Regions from separate parts of the Muntiacus reevesi genome. Here region 1 is linked to region 2. The links are chromatin contacts, called in public Hi-C maps. All regions are on one chromosome and are shown on one strand. Each heading gives the region's core, a stretch centred on a gene start, on an enhancer-like site or on the middle of the called end of the contact. The rest is flanking DNA. Distances are from core to core; before and after follow the strand shown. Region 1 holds the start of SRRM1 (serine and arginine repetitive matrix 1). Region 2 holds the start of NIPAL3 (NIPA like domain containing 3).

Region 1 (5,770 bases), core at 2,704-5,203, 210 kb before region 2:
AATTCTGTGCCTAAAATGTAATCGATGACTAGCTGACATGCAGCTACAACTAAAAACTTTAGTTTCTTGATTATTTTAAAAACAATATCCAATCAAATCAGAATTGCCCCTCATGCTTCACATAAAAGTCCATCTCATAATAGTATTTTTAAAGAGCAGTGTACAGATTTACCCATTGCTCTTTCCTGTTTGTATTTTTTTGTTGTTGTTGTTGTTGATGTTCGGCCACTTTACACAACTCACCTCCAAACACACACTGCATCATCAAGGGAGTTGGGTCAGAGCGACATTGGGACACTCACTCTGCTGTGACCTAATAAGGTGATGGTGCTATACTTCAGACGCAAGGAATAACTTCCATTTTGGTTCAGGCCTTTTAAATCATAAATCACATTATCATTAGAAAATTGCTGTCAAAGTAACTTAACATGTAACAGCAAAATTACAAACAATAAGTTTGATTTTTCACCTGTGTAGCTTTCAAAACTATGTACCTTCACTAAACTTCCAGCCTTAATAGTTGTTTACAAAGTGAATTCTTTTCACAACAAACAATGTAAAATAACCCTCCTATATTTGTACTCCATAGAAAAATTCAGTTTCCATAGATTCACAAAATTATGTCACATATTCAGAAATAAGAGCCATCTGTATATTATTACCTTCACTTCCAGCTGGTTGAATATAAACTCAATCACAACATCATCTTCAAACCCAAGGATTTCTGTTACTCGTTTTGTTATCCAAGGCTTTATAACCTCCAAATTTACTTTGCTCATGTCCACCTGATAAAAGATACAAGCAATTATTACTGAGTACAACTTCACAATCCTGAAAGAAAGCTCACATAAGAATTTTATTTAACAAAGTTCCTCTTTGGTTTAGCATGATACAATTTATTAAGAGCTCCTTCTTATTTGCTTGTCCCAGTCTCCAAGGGTTTGCTATTGTTGCTAAAAGATGGAAAATGTTTAATTATAAATGTTTTCCTAAGTAGTCATGTTACAGTCCAGCTCCAAAACAGCAAAAATGTTTGAATCAACTGTGCTGTAAAAGTGCAGAACAGTTTAACCAAAAGAATACCTTTTTTTCTAGGCATTCTGCGAATTTCAGCTGCTTCAGTAGCTTCTTCTGTTTGTTGCTGAACCGGTTATCCTGTTCTGCACTTGTTCCCTGTAGGAAGAGAAGCACATTTCAATTAAGAGCTCAAAGTTACAATCCTATTTTTTATCTGCTAATGATGGTTATGACCTTTACAGTTTTGAAATAGGGTCATCAAGTAAACAGAAATATCATAGCTAATATTCACAGGTAAAAAGTATATACTCTTTTCCCAACATAGCTAACATTTTGAAAATTTGACTATATTTAAAACTTACAAAATAAAAAAAAAACAACAAAAAATTACAAAATATATGCTCACTATAACAAGTCAAACACAATACACAGAATATAGCATAAACCTAACACCTCCCCCATTACCAAGTTACATTTGATGTATATCTTTTTCACCTCTTTCTATGCTAAGACATTTAAGGTTCTCCTTGGTTTGTTTTTTTAAATGAGAACACACTGAAATATAGTAAATATTAACATATCCTTTTAAAACAAAACCATTAAGCTTCATCCTCTTCTGAAAGCCAGTAGCATGCTTGCAAAATTATTGTAACAATGCATATAAACAGGGGGAAAAGGAAAAAGAACACCCTGAGACCAAGCTGTCTTAGGTTTCACAACTTTTAGAACTTGAGATGTATGAAAAACATAGTAGGTTTACTTTAATAAACTCAATTTCTGCAAAGAAACTGGAAAATTGAGAGCCATCAAACACCACTTGGGCCATCAAGTAATCACTATGAGTTTTGTCATTCTTATTGGCCCAATTAAACACGGAAATAGCTGGCTGAGCTATGAAAACTACCGAATGGTTCACAGAGTTGGCCACTGTCCCTTGGAAAGTGATCAAGAAAATTCTTTTAGGAAGGTAAAGAATGTGGATTAGAATCCCAACTCTGCCACTACGTTAAGTCATATGACCTCAAACTTACTAAACCTCTCTGAGAATGTTTCCTTACTTGCTAAAATCTATTCAATATCTCGCAAGGCTGTGTATACCAGAAATTATATACTTAAAGTAACTGGCAGATGGCAGTAGTCCAGCAAATGAAAGCTACTATTTCTATCTCACTATCTGAATGGCTGTGTACTAAAAGAATATCTGTCCTAAAATCTGTTAACTCAGCTTAAGTCCAATCAATCCCCCTAAGGATTATATTGTAACCTTTTCTTACTGATTTTTACCAACACTAAAAGCAAACCTCATTTGTAAATTTATCAACCGTCTTGCTCTTTTCCTTTAGGAATGCCTTTCCATGCGAAATAATGAAAATATCAAAAGAATAGGCTTGTGTTTTAAAATATTACATTAACACTACAGGAAATAGTACTTACTACAAAATACTTTGATACAATTTGCAGTGTGAAAATTTGATAAACTCAATCGAAACTATCATTACATAAACAACTACAGTACTGTTTGCACAACCTGAAAACAGTCATATAACTGGCTGTGTTAAGTCAAACGCCTGGAATAACACTTCAACATTTAATGAAAAACTAACACATTTAAAGTCAGTGGAAAAGAAATTTCAACGCTGGTTCTGGAGTGTCAAGAGTTTTCTTTACTAAAGTCCCGGTCTTCCCCTCTTTTAACTTTTCCTTTAAACACACACACACACACACACACACAAGCTGCATATTTCATACTCCAGGGAGTGGAAAGAGCCAACCTATATTCTGACTTAACCAACTGGTCTCTACACGGTCCGTTCAGCATTAAAATGAACCTGCAAACTCTAGGTCTCTTAGTGTCACTAGCCAAACCAGGATCTAGATCTCCACTGGGTGATCATTTCCTACACGAGTGAAAAAGGGGATGAACAAGCTCCAACACGCGCTGGATAAATTATGGGTCCTGAGGGCCCATTTCGAGGCGGTAACGTCCCTGCTGGCAAGTGATGGGCCCGCAAACCCTTGAGAATCTAGATGCACCTTTCCTCCGGCAGACTTTCAAAAGAATAAAACAAACTGGAGAGGTGGGGGTACGGTGAGCGGGAAGGAGAAGCAGATCCATTCCATAACCCCGCCTTCATATACGCGCACTTTTTGTTGCGCTCTCTGCTCAGAGAGTCTCGGATTCAAACGTTCTATACACAAAATTATCCGCGTTCCCCTCCCTGAAGAGATATCAAATTGGGCGGGAGCTCCCGCGAACTCTGACCCGGAGCCTTCCCGAAGGCTTAGACCCGGGGTGGGGGTGGGGGTGGGGGGATAGGCGCCCGCTTTCTCAAGAAAAGCTGCTCAACGTCGCTTCCGGACCACGCTCTCCTGAGGCGGTACCCTCAAACCCGTAGTCTCTCAAGACCCTTCTGCAGCCAGTCACCTCAGGGTTTCCCTCCGCCTCCCCCCAGGGACTTCCTCCTCGCGGGCCCACTAGGCCCCAGGACCCGGCGGGACGCGAGGCTCGGTCTGCAGGCCACGTCAGGCAGGCCGGGAAGGCGAGGTATCGCTCCCTGCCATTCCCGCCGCCATTTTCCGGCGACCGTCGTCGCCGCCGCGTAGGGGGGACGATTCCGGAGGAGGAGACTGCGCAGGGGCGCACCGGTCCCCGCCGCAGGGCAGGGGGGAGCGTCCGTTGCCACCGAGGATCCCCAGAATCTTCGAAGCCTCTGCTCGCCGGCTACCCCGTCCTGAGCTTAGGGGTCCTGCCGGGCTTTGCGGATAACCCCCCCTCCAACCTCACCCCAGGTCCCCGCGTTCCTACTTACGCGGAAGAATCCCGCGTCCATCTTGCTGCCTCGCTCGGAGATCGCTCCCTATCCCAAGGTGCACCGCGCCGCCGCGACGGAGGGCGGGACCGGCAGGGAAAGTCGAGCGCCGGGACGCAGCGCGCGCCGCTACACCCGCCCCTCCAGCCGACACGAGGCTGCGCCTGCTCAGTGTGCTGAGCGCCCGTCACACTCGCGCACGCGCGTTTTGTAAGGCGTGGGGGTTGCTACAGGGCTCTGAACCTCCCCATTGGCCGGTCCGTGAGGAGAGCCTCGCGGTCTCAGCCAATGCGAGCGTGCGAGAGTCACTGACTCGCCCTGCCCTGCGAATCCTTTTGTGGTGCCTAACTAGCCCCGTTCGCCGACCGTGAATTGACCCATCCTTCTACCCGTAGTGTGGGAGGCTTCCCGCTTTGGGGGTTCCATGGAGCGATTCAAGAAAAAGACTGTTACCTCAGCGTGACGCTAGTGAGGCCGCCGCTGCGCAGAGGAAAAGCCTACGGCCTCCTCTGTCGTTATGAAAGTTGTGATTGTGTTGGTTTTACGAGTTTGTCAGTTACTGACTTCGGCCCTGAAGTAGCCGAGCTACGTAGTATGAGTGAAGTTTGCATTCTGGCCCTGCTTCCTCGGCTAGCTCCCGTTTCCTTCCGTACAACTCCTTAGCTTTAGGGAGAGGCTGGAACTGCCCTTTAGATGAGTTTCGATTTCGGCTGTCCGGTCCCCACGCTTACGGGCAGGAAGCTGAGGAAAGCTGTGACCCTGCCGGCCAGATTGGAGAAGCGGCCGGTCTCCAGGCCGGAGGCCAGGGCGTCGACCTCGCTGGCCCAGCTCTGCCTCTCCAGCGATCTGCTCCGACTGTGAGGACTCCAGCATCGGTGTCTTCTGCTACACTTACTCTAAGCGCTCTCTCTTTTTCTCTGATAAGCATGTGATCCTTTTCTGGCCACCTTTTGTCATTCCACCAACACACAGTCTCACCTCCCTTTGCTGCTTTTTGTTCACAGCACTCATCTGGAGACTGTATTCACTCTCACGGCTTTAAACACCAGCTCCCTCCTAGCAGCTTCATAGATTTCCACCTTAGATTTCTCTCCCAAACTTCAAACGTGTGTTGGCAACGTCCTCTTGGACGTTTCCACTGGAAAGACATCACCTACTTAACCTGACCCGGAACTGAGCTCCTGATTCCTTCTCCTCTCTCTCGAACACCCTCCACTCCACCAAAAACCGACCCTCTCCTCCAGAAGTCGTCCCTGCCTTGGTTGATGGCAGTTTTAATTGCAGACAAACACTGGTGTTGTTCTTGATTCCTCTTCCTCCTATATCCCACTTCCAAACCATCAAGAAACTCGCTCTGCTATCATCCTAGTTCAAAACACCGTCATCCTTGGCCTGAGCTTCTGCCCTGGCCTAACTGGCCTTCCTGCTTCTACCTTTGGCACTCAGTATCTGTTCTGAATACAGCAGTCAGAGTGGCCCCATTAAAAAAAAAAAAAAAAACAGAAAAACTTAGAAGTGTGTCCTAAGCTCAGAGACCTCCCATTAGCCCCTGGTATTTCCACCTGACTTCCTCATTTCTTTGATTTCATCTTCTAGTACCCTAACAGCTCAGTGCTTGAACTTCTTAAGCTAGCTTCTGTCTCAACATCTTTGCACTGGTTTTAACTTCTGCCTAGAATGCTCTTCCCCCCAGATACCTACTTGCAAATGTCAAGATTTTTACTCAAGCATCACCTTCTCAATGAGGCTATCATGACTGCCCCATTGGAAATTAGTCACATACTCCCTCTGCATACGGGATACCTCTTAATCTACTTTGTTTTTCCCCATAGCATATATCACTTTCTAGTATTTGTTTACCTATATTTAGTGTGTTTATTTTGTCTGTTCCCCACACTAGAATGTAAGCTGCATAAAGTCAAAGTGTGTGTCTTTTTGGTACA
Region 2 (6,348 bases), core at 3,337-5,836:
TTTTCTATATTTTCGATGCTCTGCCATTTGTGACCTTGCTACCTGGGGAGAAACTGCCTCTCTCAGAGTTACCCAATTCTTAGAGATAGCAAAGGGGCATGCAGTCTGGGATGTTCACAGTAGCATCTGCAGTCACCCCAGATTAGAAACAATCTAAACAGCCAACAATAGGAGGTTCTGTCCCACAAATTTTGATGTAGCAGCTCAACAGATTGGGCAATCATTCAGAAAGCATGCTTTCAACCACCACTCAGTGACATGGGGAATAGTCCATCAACAAGGTTAAGAAAAACAACCAAGATACAAAACTCTTCGACCTCAAATTTGGAATACCGGAAAGAGACAGGAAGGAAATTTACAGAAACAGGAACAAAGGCTGGCTTCAAGTAACTGAGCCGGTGATTTTTTTTTTTTAGTCAAACCTTCTTAGGGGGAATGAATTCCTTTTTATGTATTTCAGTGAACATTTCTTTTGATTACACATTCTCTTGTACGCATGGAGGGGCTGCCTGTTTCTGCCAGTGATAAGCACACAGACCCTGGATGTATCTGTTAGCTGATACTGCCCCGTGTGACTGTCTCATTAGAAAAATATAAAATTCCGAACCTAAAAACAAATAAAAGCTCTTGCCTTGTAGGAGAAGGAAGCCTCTCTCACGGGGTTGGCGCTGCTTGCGGGCGGGAGGTGCTGGAGCTGCAGGGCTGCACCGTGAGCCGCGTCCATGGCGGGCTCGGGGCACAGACCCGCTGGCCTGGAGCTGGAGCTGGAGCTGCTGCTAAGCCATCGTTCCTGGCGGGGTCCACCTCCTCCCGCCAGCCATCGCCTTCTCACGTGGAAAGAGTACTTCAAGGCTCTTTTGGCCAAGTTACAGCCTTTTCCTCATCTTCACTCAGAGACAAGCCAGTTCCTAAGTTTCTTCTCAGGCAGACAGATGGGGACGCGTTTCCTGATTCTCGTGGTGCCCTAGCAGGAGGGGAAGAACATTAAAAATGCACGTACAGTGAAACATTGAGCCGGATTTGCTACCTGAGAAGAGATTACCGTTAGGACAAAACACAAAGTGCCATGAGAAGTGAGGCCATTTAAAAAATTACATCGTGCCTTGGGCCACTTAATAAAGATATGACCCACCTACCTCAAAACCATCTTCCCCAGTCCTTTAAAATCCCCTTTCCTCTTCTCCTTCACTTCCTTCCTTCTATCATATGTGTGTGTGTGTATTAGTTGCTCAGTCATGTCCGACTCTTTGCGACCCCATGGACTGTAGCCTACCAGGCTCCTCTGTCCATGGAATTCTCCAGGCAAGAATACTGGAGTGGGTTGCCATTTCCTTCTTCAGGGGATCTTCCTGACCTAGGGGTCGAACTGGAGTCTCCTGTATTGCAGGCAGATTCTTCACCATCTAAGCCATAAGGGAAGCCCTCCTTCCATCATATCCTAATTTAAATGCTACCTTTCCATAGGTCCCCCTACATAAAAAGAACACTGCCCATATCTGCTTCTCTAGGATTCCAAAAAAGAAAAGAAAAAAGTTCCACTGCCAGAAAAAAACAAACCATCTGCATTCTGACTTAGAAAGAAGGAATGAGAAGAAAAGTTATCTCTATGGAAGATGGACAAACTGGCCTGCTCCTGAGGGTCTGCCTAGGGTGATATAACATCGGGACCAGGAGGCCTTTTGCCTCTGGGAGTCTCAGCTGCCTCATCTGTAGAACAGGGGTAATAATATGGCCTCAAGTAAAACCAGCAATGATGGAAATTCCCATTAACTTCATTGGACTGACATTTTCAGGGCATCTCAAGCTTTTCTACCAAATAAAGAAGAAAGAGAAAGTACACCCCTAGTGTTTTGGGGAGCATGGCCAAAACACCTACAAGTGCTAAGGGTGTTTTTGAGGTTCATGTATAAAAAAAATAAAAAGAAGCATACAAATTAGTTTTCTACTTACAAAGTCTGTTATATTAATATAAAAATATTTTATATTACTTTTGACCTGTCACGTGCTTATCTGTTTCACCTTGGCCAAGTCATTTAACTTTTCAGCAACTTTCCCCTGCTATGAAATATGGATATTCCATGTCCATATGTTGTGAGAATTTGGTGAAATAATGCATACAAAATGCATGTGGTCACAGCAAGTGGTCAATGAATGTCAGTTATAATTAGTATTAATTTTATTCTTACCAGTTTATTGAATTTACTTATGAATACACCTTTCTTTGTCTCAAGCAACAAGTGTTTGAGGGTTTACTACATTCCAAACAGACAAAGTTTCTGACGTGCTTCAAGGCATCAGAAAGATGCCTCCTATGGCTACCCACTCCAGTATTCTTGCCTGGAAAATCCCATGGACAGAGGAGCCTTTTGGGCTACAGTCCATGGGGTTGCAAAGAGTTGGGCATGACTTAGTGACTAAATCACCACCATCCTACCAATAGCCTCCAGTTCCCTCTGTTTTCTAGCCCCAGGTCCAGGAATTCTGGCTCCTGGTGTGAACAGCACAGTCCTATGATATAGGACTAACACTGCATTCAGTGTCTAGGAGACATTAGATGCAGGGCTCAAGCCAAGGGCAGCACAAAGACCATTTAACCCAGGCTCACTTTGTCAAAGAGCCTCAAAGTAAAATGACTGCTGCTGCCTCTAGACAAGGTTATATAATCAGTGTGTGTGTGTGTGTGTGTGTGTGTGTGTGTATACCTGAAATATACTTATCAGTCAAGCTTATAACTCAAATCCCATAACCAGACGTCCCTGACTGTAAAGCCCTATGAATGTTTGTAATCTTGTGAAAAGCATAATTATTCTTCACCATACGTTTATGCCTTAGAAAGGAAGAGTGGCTCCTTCAACCTCTGAGACACTCCTAGAGGCTTTCAGCCTGGAGGTGAAGGGGCGCTGAAGCAAAAATTCTGGGAAGCTGTTTGCTGAATCCCCTGTTCAATTGCTGCCTCCCAAGGTCTAGCCTAGAGCCTGGCATGGTGACCTCTATACATACCTACTGACTGGCTCTAGACAGGCCAGTGAAGTACCCGGTACACCAGGGCAGCTTCACAGTCGAGAAGGGAATGGCTTACCCAGGCCTCACCCACTGCAACTCTAGAGATAAAACCCACAGAGCCAGCCCCACCCACAGCACGTCAGAGAAGCCACAGGATGTGCCAAGGGGGTGATGGGAATCCAGGCCTCCTAACCTCCTTCAGATCAGCTGGTCTCTCCAGGTGGGTTTCTGTATTTGCTTTCCTTTGTGGTGGCTGCGGTTGCTCACATTTAATTATCTTTTAAAAAGCAGCTCCCTCTCCTGCCTCAGGAACCCCCAGGCCTCTGAGGCATCAGGGCCCACAGAGATAGAAAACTCCCCCTTCAGTTAGGTAGCATTTTGGACTGAAAGTCTTGGAGGAATTCTATGTAAGTTGTCTTCCCTTATAAGGCACACATTCTTTGCCTAATGACTTTCTTTTCCAGACTGCAAAACACTCTTCCAGGTCTAACATGTACCCCAGAGGCAAGCAAACCAACTCTGTGTTGCTCACCACCCCTTAAGTTTGAGGCCCACACAGCCATCCGTGAGCACGGGGGTCACTGACTCAAAAAGGGAAAGACAAATCCACTAAGGGATGGCTTTCACTCCACCCCCTAGTCCTCATCTGAGAATTATTTCACCAACCCACAAAATAGGTTTCCTAGATTACAGAACCATCGGTCTTGGCTGCTAAGAGTAGGGTCTGTATTAGAATTTGTCTCTATCTAATGAGATGGTTGCATGGCATCACCAACTGATGGACATGGGTTTGGATGAACTCCGAGAGTTGGTGATGGACAGGGAGGCCTGGCGTGCTGCGGCTCATGGGGTCGCAAAGAGTCGGACACGACTGAGCGACTGAACTGAACTGAAAGAAATAATTCACACACGCCCTTTCCCACCACCTGCCGGTTCAGCTTCTGGTTGCTGGGTGTCAGTTACAGGGTAAGCGCTTTCTCTTTCCTGGGCTTTGGTTCACGAAAGGGTTACCCTCTTCCGTCCCCACCCAATGCGCTGGAAATGACTTCCAGTGGCCAGCACGGACCAAGAATGCGTCCCCCACCCCTACCCCAGCCCTCATCATCCACCTGCTAACTGCAGTATCTGCTATCCCTTGGAAGCCCGAGCCGGTGTTTACAGGCACAATTTTGACTAAGTCACTCCATTTCACTTCCTGATTTGGTCAAGTCTGTCATCGCCTTTATTAAGGCAAACCCATGGCCCTTTCCTCGATGCGAAAAAAAAAAAAAAAAAAAGGCAGCATTCTGAGCCAACGAGACCCAAACTGACTAGGCTGGTGACAGCAAGAAGGAAGATGTGTATACTGGGGACGTCAGAGGATCACAAACGCCTTGGCTTTTCCTGAAACCGAAGGCTGAATTCAACCCATCCCCAAACCCGCCTTAAGTCTAAATCACTACTCACCGGCGGCGTTTCCGAGAAGGCCCACAGATCACAGGTTTCCGAGACACGACTTGGATTCCTCTAGCAAGCCGGAGATACAGCCCTCCTAAATTCCTTCCCCGACTCAAGAGATGCAGAGCGGCTGCCGTGTTGGGCTTTCCGAGGCCGCGACTCGATTTGCCAGGCCGCCTGTCAGTCAAAAGCTGACGGGCATCTGGCGCCGGCGAGTGGCTTCGAGGAGGAGGCGGGCGGGACAGCCCTCGGGCATTGATTGGCTGGACCGCGGAGCTCGCTGGACGCGTAGGGGGCGAGCCCTGGGAAGGCGGTGCACCGCTGGAGCCCAGAGCTCACCGGGAGAGTGGCCCCTCTAGCGGTCACAGGGAGGACGTCGGGCTGGGTCTGGAAGGCTCCGGGTGACTTGCTTACTGCAACTGCCCTTATAGGTGGGCAGCCTGCCCGGGTGTCCTCCCCCCCTCCCCACCCCCGCCCTTACCCTCGGAACCCTCTCCCGGGCTTTGCTCCTTCTGTTCCCCCACCCCACGATCTCACCAGGTATTCAAATCCTACACATCCTTCAAGGCCCGGTTCCCCCCAAAGCCACGAGGCCAAAAACATCTCTCCTTGCCTGCCCTCCTGGAACACCTGTTGGCAGCACAATACACCCTCCCGGTAACATTCGCATCTCAGTTCAGTTCTGTCGCTCAGTCGTGTCCGGCTCTTTGCGACCCCATGGCCTGCAGCACGCCAGGCCTCCCTGTCCACCACCAGCTCCTGGAGCCTGTTCAAACTCATGTCCGATGAGTCGGTGATGCCATTCAACAATCTCATCCTCTGTCGTCCACTCCCCCCACACCCCGCCCCCCCCCTTCGATCTTTCCCAGTATCACTGTCTTTTCAAATGAGTCAGCTCTGCGCATCAGGTGGCCAAAGTATTGGAGCTTCAGCTTCAGCATCAGTCCTTCCAATAGCAATACTTAAAGTCCTCCCATAAGCCTAGCACTTGATAAATGCTTCTGTAATGTACCACTGTAATAGTTCTAATTGCTTCAAGGATATATTGAACAATATATCCTTGTTATTGAACTGATATATTGTTCAATATATTGAACAATCTAGCCGACATTTTATAAGAACTATAATGGGGTACAGCCTTTAAAAATCGTGAATCACTATATTGCACACCTGTAACATACAGCAACTATCCTTCAACTAAAAATTATTTTTTTGAAAAATAAAATGTATTTTAAAAATAATTAACAGGTACAGGGAGCTTCGCTTTTTCACATTTCATTCCAGATCCTCTCAACAACCCAGTGAGTGAGACGCTGGGCTCACGCCTGTTTCACAGATGAAGACGTGCTATTTGGACAGAGACCTCGACCGTGAGAAAGGGGCAGTTGTGGTGCAGACGCTGACACCGAGTGAGCTCAGAGAGAACGCCCGACAGCGGATCGAGGTTGACAGAATTGTAGCAGCTGCCCAAAGACAGTGTGGCAGGTGCGAGATTTTATTGGGGGTGTGGGAGGGAGGAACTGAGATCAGAGGGCCGGGTCGGGGACACGAAGATGTTTGGATTTCACCCTAAGTTTAAAGGGGAGCCCTTGGAGGGTTCTAAGTAGGGGAGTGACAAGATCACTGGTTGCCCATGGAACACTCCACGGCTGTTCCTGTATATTGTTGCCCATTATCAGTCTTTTTTCTTTGACTATCATAAAGAGGGCTTCAATGAATGTTAGTTCTTTTAGCTTTATTCCTTGAAGCAGGGTTTCTGGGTTTTGAGCAAAATTCTAAGGCTTTGGGTCTATCATGAGATTTAGGGGGTTGTCTAGATAAGCCCGTATTGTTTCCACACCCATCCTGCCGTAGTTAACCTGAGCCCCCAAATTCTGGCCTTTTCCCAGGGGTTTTTGAAATGCCTCT

Evidence for each region. A called contact is a pair of places that touch in the nucleus more often than the background predicts.
Region 1: a Hi-C map of muscle shows a contact between it and region 2, with 7 times the contacts expected there. The contact joins the promoter of SRRM1 here to the promoter of NIPAL3 in region 2. A contact is called at or near these places in 2 of 3 Hi-C or Micro-C datasets (blood and muscle).

Annotation. Positions count from the first base shown.
Region 1 is chr3:109,558,960-109,564,729 of mMunRee1.1, reverse strand. SRRM1 (serine and arginine repetitive matrix 1) reads right to left here and starts at 3,953. Exons shown (of 18, transcript XM_065930074.1): 1 at 3,828-3,953; 2 at 1,084-1,173; 3 at 663-785. The coding sequence starts at 3,848.
Region 2 is chr3:109,347,420-109,353,767 of mMunRee1.1, reverse strand. It overlaps NIPAL3 (NIPA like domain containing 3), which reads right to left and starts at 4,586. Exons shown (of 12, transcript XM_065930065.1): 1 at 4,450-4,586; 2 at 632-964. The coding sequence starts at 724.